Regions from separate parts of the Capsicum annuum genome. Here region 1 is linked to region 2. The links are chromatin contacts, called in public Hi-C maps. All regions are on one chromosome and are shown on one strand. Each heading gives the region's core, a stretch centred on a gene start, on an enhancer-like site or on the middle of the called end of the contact. The rest is flanking DNA. Distances are from core to core; before and after follow the strand shown. Region 1 overlaps LOC107867787 (NAD kinase 2, chloroplastic-like). Region 2 holds the start of LOC107869652 (1-aminocyclopropane-1-carboxylate oxidase 5).

Region 1 (4,055 bases), core at 519-3,018, 48 kb before region 2:
TTGCTTGCCGTGGAGTGTCAGGTCGGGGGTTCGAATCAGCCTCCCTGCAAAGCAGGGGTAAGACTGCCTAGAGTATTCCCTTCCCCAGTCACCCACGAAGTGGGTATTGAACTGGGTCGGCCCTTTTTTTTGATTATTGGCACCTGTATGAATGCATATATTTGATGTCACACCATGAAATCTGCGTGATTCAGTGGGATGTATCGAGTTGGTAGCAAAGGCACAACTGCTTTATTTCATGCTATTCTGTTAGAAGCTTAAGTGATTTGCATGTAAACAGATTTCAGAGGATGCACGCAACAATGCTTGGGTCTCCTTTGATGGGAAGAGACGACAACAACTGTCTAGAGGAGATTCTATTCGAATATGTATGAGCCAGCATCCACTTCCTACAGTCAAGAAGGCTGACCAAACAGGTGATTGGTTTGGTAGCTTGATCCGCTGCCTGAATTGGAATGAGAGACTAGACCAGAAAGCACTCTGAAGCTAACTTGAACTATTCATCCCCACATTGATGTAAAATTTTGTAGTGTCATATAAGAACAACTGAATTACATAGAAAATTCATTTTCCCCGTACTCCTATTTATGGACCTTTTTTGATTGAACTCTTCTCTTCTGTATCGAGGATCATCGAGATAAGCAAGAATGTTATTTCGACGGAAAATACCATTCCGGGGATTTCTATTGAGATGCTTGAATAGGACATTAGTTCATTCTTGAGTTCTTGAATAGAGTTTAGTGGAATGGTAGATTTTTTTTCTTAGCCGTTTTAACAAAAAAAAACAGAATTCTCGTGTTCTCGTGGAGAATAGGTACATATACAAGATTATATTGACCAATACATATGATTTGAGTATGATCTGAATAATTAAGGATCTTGTTTCTTTTTTACCATCAAAATTCCGACTAAATAATTTCTGTCTCACCTGATATTGGTTACTGAGAGGTTAGAAATAAAATCCTATCTATTACTACATCACACTTTTTTCTTGATTCTCCTTTATTAAATGGAAATGTTGATTCATCCTGTCAAAAAGAGTGAACCTTCTCAGGTTTGGTGTGTATAAACTTAGGAATTTATTGACATAACCTCATGAATCAGTAGTGCTCAAGGACCAACATGCCATCACTCTAGGGATTATTTGGTAAAGTGTATAAGAATAATGTTGAATATGATGTATTAGTAATGGTTGCATAAGTAGTGTAGGTATAAGTTGTGCTTGCATTAGTTATGTTGACATTATTTCTTATACATTGTTTGGTTTGATGTATTAGAAACAATATATATATTATAATTTTTATAAAAAAAATATTTATTAACAAAAATACCCTTTTAACTTTCTTTGTCTGATTTTTTTTAAAGCAATTGAAACCTTAACATTCAACCCTTTACCAATTTAAACAAATTCAAAACTTCAAACCTAAATCTTTTTTACCTAGATTCATAAACTCTAAAAACAAAGAATTCAATTTCAAATTCATACCCAATAACCAAATATCCAATTTTAGTGGAGAAGAGTAATCTGATTAACGAAAAGAAAGAAGAAAATATAGTGTGATAATAAGCCGCACACTGCTATCGCTGCACGTAATTCACTATTCTAGTCATTGTCCATGTTGCTATTCTCACAATTCTTTTTTGATAATATAAAAAGAGAGGCCCCCAAGGGGGTGGTTGAGTTGGTTTGAGGGGGACTTCCCATAGCAAAGGTCGCGGGTTTGATCCATCCCTAATGCCTTCTCAATCGAGCTTGTCGCACGGGGTTTACCGAGTGCGGTTTACATCTTCTGTGCGGTTTGCGAGCTATTGCACAGTGAGGGGTTTACCCAGTGCACACACAGTGCTCACCCGAGGGGAAGAGGGTGTAACAGCTACGGATTTTCCTGGAGTTTTCAAAAAAAAATAAAATAAAAAGAGAGGCTGTTTTAAGTTGTATTACCATGGAAAGAAGATGCAGGTACTATGAAAAATGGCTTGGGGGAAGTATTTTAGTAGAAGGAAGATTATTTTAGTAGAACGAAGATGTAGGTACTACGGAAAATGGGTTGGGGCAAATATTTTATCGTCATGGCGCCCCATCTACGATCATCATCCTTATACATTGTCCATTTATACATCATCCTTATACATGAGAAATATCATGAGAAAAATATTACCATTAGCATCATATCTATGCTTTTCTTATACTCCTTCCGTTTCAAAATAATTGAATTATTGGAATATGACACACATCTTACAAAAAAGATAGAGACATAAATTGATTATGTTTTTTCATTTTTATCCTTTTCAAACTCCAAAACATTAGTAATGATCATTGGAACTTATCCTTGAAAATTTAATTAATGAAGGGTAAAATCAAAAAAAATTTCCAACATCTATCTTGAACAATAAACAATTCAATTATTTTGAATATAAAAAATACACCAATAATTTAATTATTTTGAAATGGAGAGAGTACAAACCACAAATAAATTTGTGAGTGTGAGAAAAGTATTTTTGAGTTTTGCAAAACTATTTGATAGTTTTATGCAAAGTACAAGTACTTTTTCTTTATTGGTGTTTGAATACAAACATTTTCCTTTAGTCAACACTGCACAGATGACAAACAGCAGCCCGTACTGTGCTTCTTTGCAAGTCGCGGATGGGCCGGCGACTTAGAAGTCGTTATTCCTCAGGCTGTTTGTCCGTTTTAGTTTTTTCCAAATTTAATTATCACCTTTGGTATTCTTGATAAAAAGAAGAGCCCTTTTGGCTCCGGATTTTAATTTTGTCATTTAATAAATTAATGCATGTATTAAAATTCTTTATATTATTAATACATAAAAAATTGGTGATATTAGTAATACATTGCTTAATACACAATAGAGTGTGTAATAAATACAAACATTAGTTATACATAGGCTAAAAAAAGTACCAAACAAGATATTACTAGTACACAAGAATAATACATGCATTAAATTTTTTAACACGCTGTACCAAAGGACCCCTAATTTTCAACAGGCTTATTAATGTCTGTAGAGTGATTTTTGTACGAGAGTAAAATATCATTAACGACCTAAACTTCTAATTTTTTATTTTTTTTCCTTTTTTACAAAATAAAGACCTAATATGTTTTGTTATATGCTAAATATATACATGTTTGGTCACATATACCTATATTAACACAACCAAACCAAACATATCAGGTCATTGATGATGATATATTCTTAAGACAAATTATAGTTAATTAAACGACGTTACGATCACGTTAAGGGTGGACTTTTGGTTTGTAAGTTAGCCATAGTTTGGTTCCTTCACAAGTCTCTGACTTTTAACTATAATAACTATTGGAGTTGACCTCACCCCTATCTCAATGTAACAGTTGAATTCCGGTTTCCTAGTTAAGTAGTAGTTTGTTCTCTTCACGATGTATCTGACTTTCTAATTCATTAAATATATTTTTGTTTAATCTTTAAGAAACTGACTTTTAACTTCTGAAATAATCTTTAGACCTAAGTCTATACATCAATTAATATAAGTAATAGGGTAAATACTATATTAATTGTTGTTTCGTCAGAGGCACGCAAAGTCCAATAATAGACGAATAAAAGTGAACCAAGGGAATAATTAATTTCTGATTTTTCAGTATGAAGCAATTAAAGATAACCTTTTTAAACTACTGATGTCATGAATAAACAAACGCTTAATATAAACCTATAAAGAAGATACTTCATTCCTTTCATATTATTTGATCGTTTTTGATCCGGCAACCTTTTAATTTTTTTTTTAATTAGAGGTGTTTTACTAAATTAATCTTATTAATAATATTTTAGAACTATACATTTGATTACTACTATTTTATGTAGTAACTAAAATATTTTAGAACTATACATTTGATTACTACTATTTTATGTAGTAACTAAAATAATAAGGATAGTATGAAAAAATATAATTAAATTTTCTTAATTTGTTAAAGTGAACAAGTACTCCATCCGTTTTATTTTACTTGAACCAAATTTACTTGTCGCACCCTTAAGAAATCTTTAATTGAAGATGTATTTTACAAAACTAAC
Region 2 (3,637 bases), core at 523-3,022:
TGGATAATCGAATTCCACCTGATTATTTTTCTCGTCCTTATTCTCTGAAATTAGTTGAGGTGCAGGAGCAATAGTCGCTTTCAAAGAGGGATTGTAAAACGAGGCAATTGACCTCCTAGTCCCATTTTCCTTGGCCATAACTCGATGCCACACACTTTTGTACTTGCCATTACTAAGAACCTCAATTTGGTCACCAGTGTTGATGACGATGGCATTCTGGATCGGCTGAACATCGATCCATTCGCCATCCTTGAGGATTTGGAGACCATCAACTTGATCATCTTGAAACAGCAAAATGACACCACCAGCATCAGTGTGTGCTCGTAGGCCGTTCACCATTTCGGGATGAGGGCATGGTGGATAATGACTGACTTTAGTACCGAAAAACGCATTTTTGGATCCTTCTTCACCGTTATTGAAGGCTTTGTTGATGAAACCTTTTGGTAGACCTAAGTTTTCGTCCATTACTTCCATCACTTGTTTTGCTAGATTCTTCAGTTCTGATCGATACTCTTTCATTATGTCCCTGTTTATTTAATATATATATATATATATATAAAAGTGTATGCATTTGTTAGTGAAATGATATAAAAAAAATCATATATTTATTGTACAATTTCTATGATTTTCATCTTGATTAACAGAAAATGCAGTGTTTATATCATATAGCTGGTGGAATTTTGTAGATAATATTGTTTGTTTGAAAGCTTGGATCAAGCTTGGTGAATCCAAACAACATCACGATGAGACTTATAGAAGGAAAAATCTACCTACTAGTTATTGCGTGTTTATTTGTAAATATCTTTTAGGTGGTCTGATGGTGTAGAGACTCTTTTGCACTAACAGTATATATACAGAAATTGAGCTCTTTTCTACTTAGATCTCGTTTGTGGGGTTGGAATTCGTAGAATTGAGGGAGGAATATATATTTGTGTGTGAGAAAGATTATGGACCCATTTAAACTTTTAGATTTTGAAAGCAATTTGTCAGATGCAACTCCAGTTATGTTATTCTAATTAAAAATGTTTTTAGAGTAAAAGTTTGAACCTGAATTGAGGAATATCGGAGGGCCATTCATTATAATCAGTGAGAAGGAACACATCTTCCCAGTCTACGTTTTCAACTTTGCTGCCATTGCTCTTATTCTTCTCCACATCATCCAGCAATTTCAATGCTGTTGACTTGTTGAAATTCTCTTCTCTTTCCTTCTTGAAGCATTCTGAGGAAACCCTCTTCACCTTCTCAAGAAGTTCCACAGGAATCCCATGATTCACCAACTGCACAAAACATAATTCATGTTGCATCGTTTGATTAGACATGAAATTTAGGAAACAACATAAGACTAGCTAGCTAGAGCTAGTTTGAAATTTTTCATTTTACATTTCATAACGTAATATTTATGTGAATGTAAAAGCTTGTAATTGCGTACTAAAGGTAAGATGAGAAGTTTGAGTTAAATTACTTGGGCTATCGAGTTGTTTTGTGCTTGCTCATTCTAAATAAGAGAAAATCAAATGACACTATACCTGAAAGAATCCCCATTCTTCACAGCAAGTGGCAATCTGAGCCAAAGTCTTGGTTCTCTCCTCTCCATTAAGCTTTGAAAAATCAATTACTGGAATAGCCATTGATGATGCAATTATACAACAAAAGTACAAGTATCCAGAAAGAGCAAAATATAAGTAAGAGAGAAAACAATATATGCTAGAAAGTGGAAAGAGTTTTTCTTCTTTTCTTAGGATGGCACTAATCACTATTTATGTTTGTGGGATAGGAAACAATTACCACAGTCCTATTTATAGCAAAAAAAATTCAGACACCTTGGATGTCAACTCTCTAAATAATTTATTACTACTTTATTTTTCCTTTTTTGTCCAATATTTTAAATGATAAACAAAGTGTAGCCGTTAGAGTAGCTAGGCTAATTTGGACGGTGACATCAAATTAACTTATTAAACAAGGTCAATGTCTTCATGAGTGATGAGTCATTGCTTCCCCAAAACAGAAGCATTTTCGTCATGACATAATAATTAATGCTGCATTTCCATCTCATAATAATAATAATAATACTCAAATAAGTTGTTAACGACATAATAATAGTAGTAGTATTGGTCCCTTTGAATACATGATATTCTTGAATAAAAAAAAAATGCCTAGTTTGGAAAGTTTAGTATTTTTGACTAATTGTACAACTTTTCTTTTTCCGAGTAATTTGAGGTTTAGAAGCACTTTTGAAAAGATTGGTCATCCATTGCTTTTGAAATGCTAACGCCAGTTTTTTTCTTTGGCCAAATACAAATTACTCTCTCCGTTCAAAAAAGAATGGCCTATTTTTTTTTAGTCCGTTTAAAAAAGAATGATTCCTTTCCTTTTTTGGCAATACTTTAATTTCAACTTTCCACATGACATGTTTAGGATCACAAGATTAAAGGATATTTTGGTACATTTGACAAAACTTTAATCCAAGGCCACAAGATTCAAAAGTTTCTTTATTTTCTTAAACTTTGTGCCAAGTCAAAGTAGGTCATTCTTTTTGAAACGGAGGGAGTATTATATAGTTTGACAAAAGTATTTTTCATAATTAACATACTTTGAACCTTGAACATAAACAATCTCTTGTTGGGTTCAATGTATATGAAAAGTGTGAATGGAAAATGGAGGGAACCAAGTGAAAGAAAAAAAATAGAGAAGAAAAACACTAAAATGGAAAGTGTACTCTAAAATGACAAGTCTATTAATTCTCCCACATTGGTGGGAGAATGTGACTTTCAAGTGTTTCTATTAAGAAACACTTATTCCACTTGGTAAGTGAGGCAAGAAATAAGAGATGCCTCACGTCATCGTCGTCGTCGCTCGGCTCGTCTTTGGATTTGGATTTGGTTTTGAAAAATGATCGATCGATGAGATCTATCGTTTTGGACAAAGTTTATTTGACAGAAATTTAATCCCTCCATTTATATGCATGCATGCAGTGACTGACACTATTTCGAAATACTATGTAGAAATGAAATTTTCCAGAAAGGTCACACCTTTTAAGTGAACCATTGCCACCTTTTCGAAGAGGCATCTAATAGGCTATATAAACCTGCTTTCATCCATAGCTTTAGACACGAATTTCTGAAATAAAAACTCTCTTCTTGTCTTTAAAAACATTCTGGGTTATCAATCAATTCGTTGAGTGAGTTCGTTGAATCCAACAATTTGAGGTACCTCTATTGTTCGGATTGAAGACCATTTTATCCTGGGAGGAAGATTCCATAACCTCGGGTACAGTGAGAAAAATTATTCCTTAAGGACACTCCGTGAAGTCGGGGGACTTGGCCTTAAAATTCTATTTCATCTCTTTTCTGAACATTAACACACTTCTTAAATAGATTATTCATAATCTAGTGTTGAAGGTGTTAAGGAACTTCATAAGTATTCTTATCTTGGACTTGAACTAGTGTTGAAGTTCGTATTGCTTATGTACAGATTCTTGTACCCGAATACATACTAAATAACAATCTTAAGGAATAATTTTACTGTTTATGAATCTGTATAGCTTGTTTCTGGAGTTTAAAGCTTTTAGCTTTCTACTCCGTTTGTACTTAACTAGTGATTTGAAGAAATAAAATTTTCATCACAAGTTAAAAATCAT

Evidence for each region. Hi-C and Micro-C count contacts between places; a contact is called where the count stands out from the background.
Region 1: a Hi-C map of leaf shows a contact between it and region 2, with 1.8 times the contacts expected there. The contact joins the enhancer-like site here to the promoter of LOC107869652 in region 2. A contact is called at or near these places in 2 of 5 Hi-C or Micro-C datasets (leaf and placenta).

The regions. Positions count from the first base shown.
Region 1 is chr4:160,336,989-160,341,043 of UCD10Xv1.1, reverse strand. LOC107867787 (NAD kinase 2, chloroplastic-like) reads left to right here. Exons shown (of 9, transcript XM_047410335.1): 9 at 281-684. The coding sequence ends at 484. Among protein-coding and RNA genes, the nearest start is that of LOC107867787, 10 kb to the left of the region's middle. Within about 2 kb of position 1,768, at least 1 of the 5 cell types and tissues checked has an H3K27ac peak or open chromatin away from gene starts, as enhancers often do. A contact at or near this core is called in leaf, where this site is marked.
Region 2 is chr4:160,289,837-160,293,473 of UCD10Xv1.1, reverse strand. LOC107869652 (1-aminocyclopropane-1-carboxylate oxidase 5) reads right to left here and starts at 1,772. Exons shown (of 3, transcript XM_016716152.2): 1 at 1,527-1,772; 2 at 1,048-1,277; 3 at 1-526. The coding sequence starts at 1,628.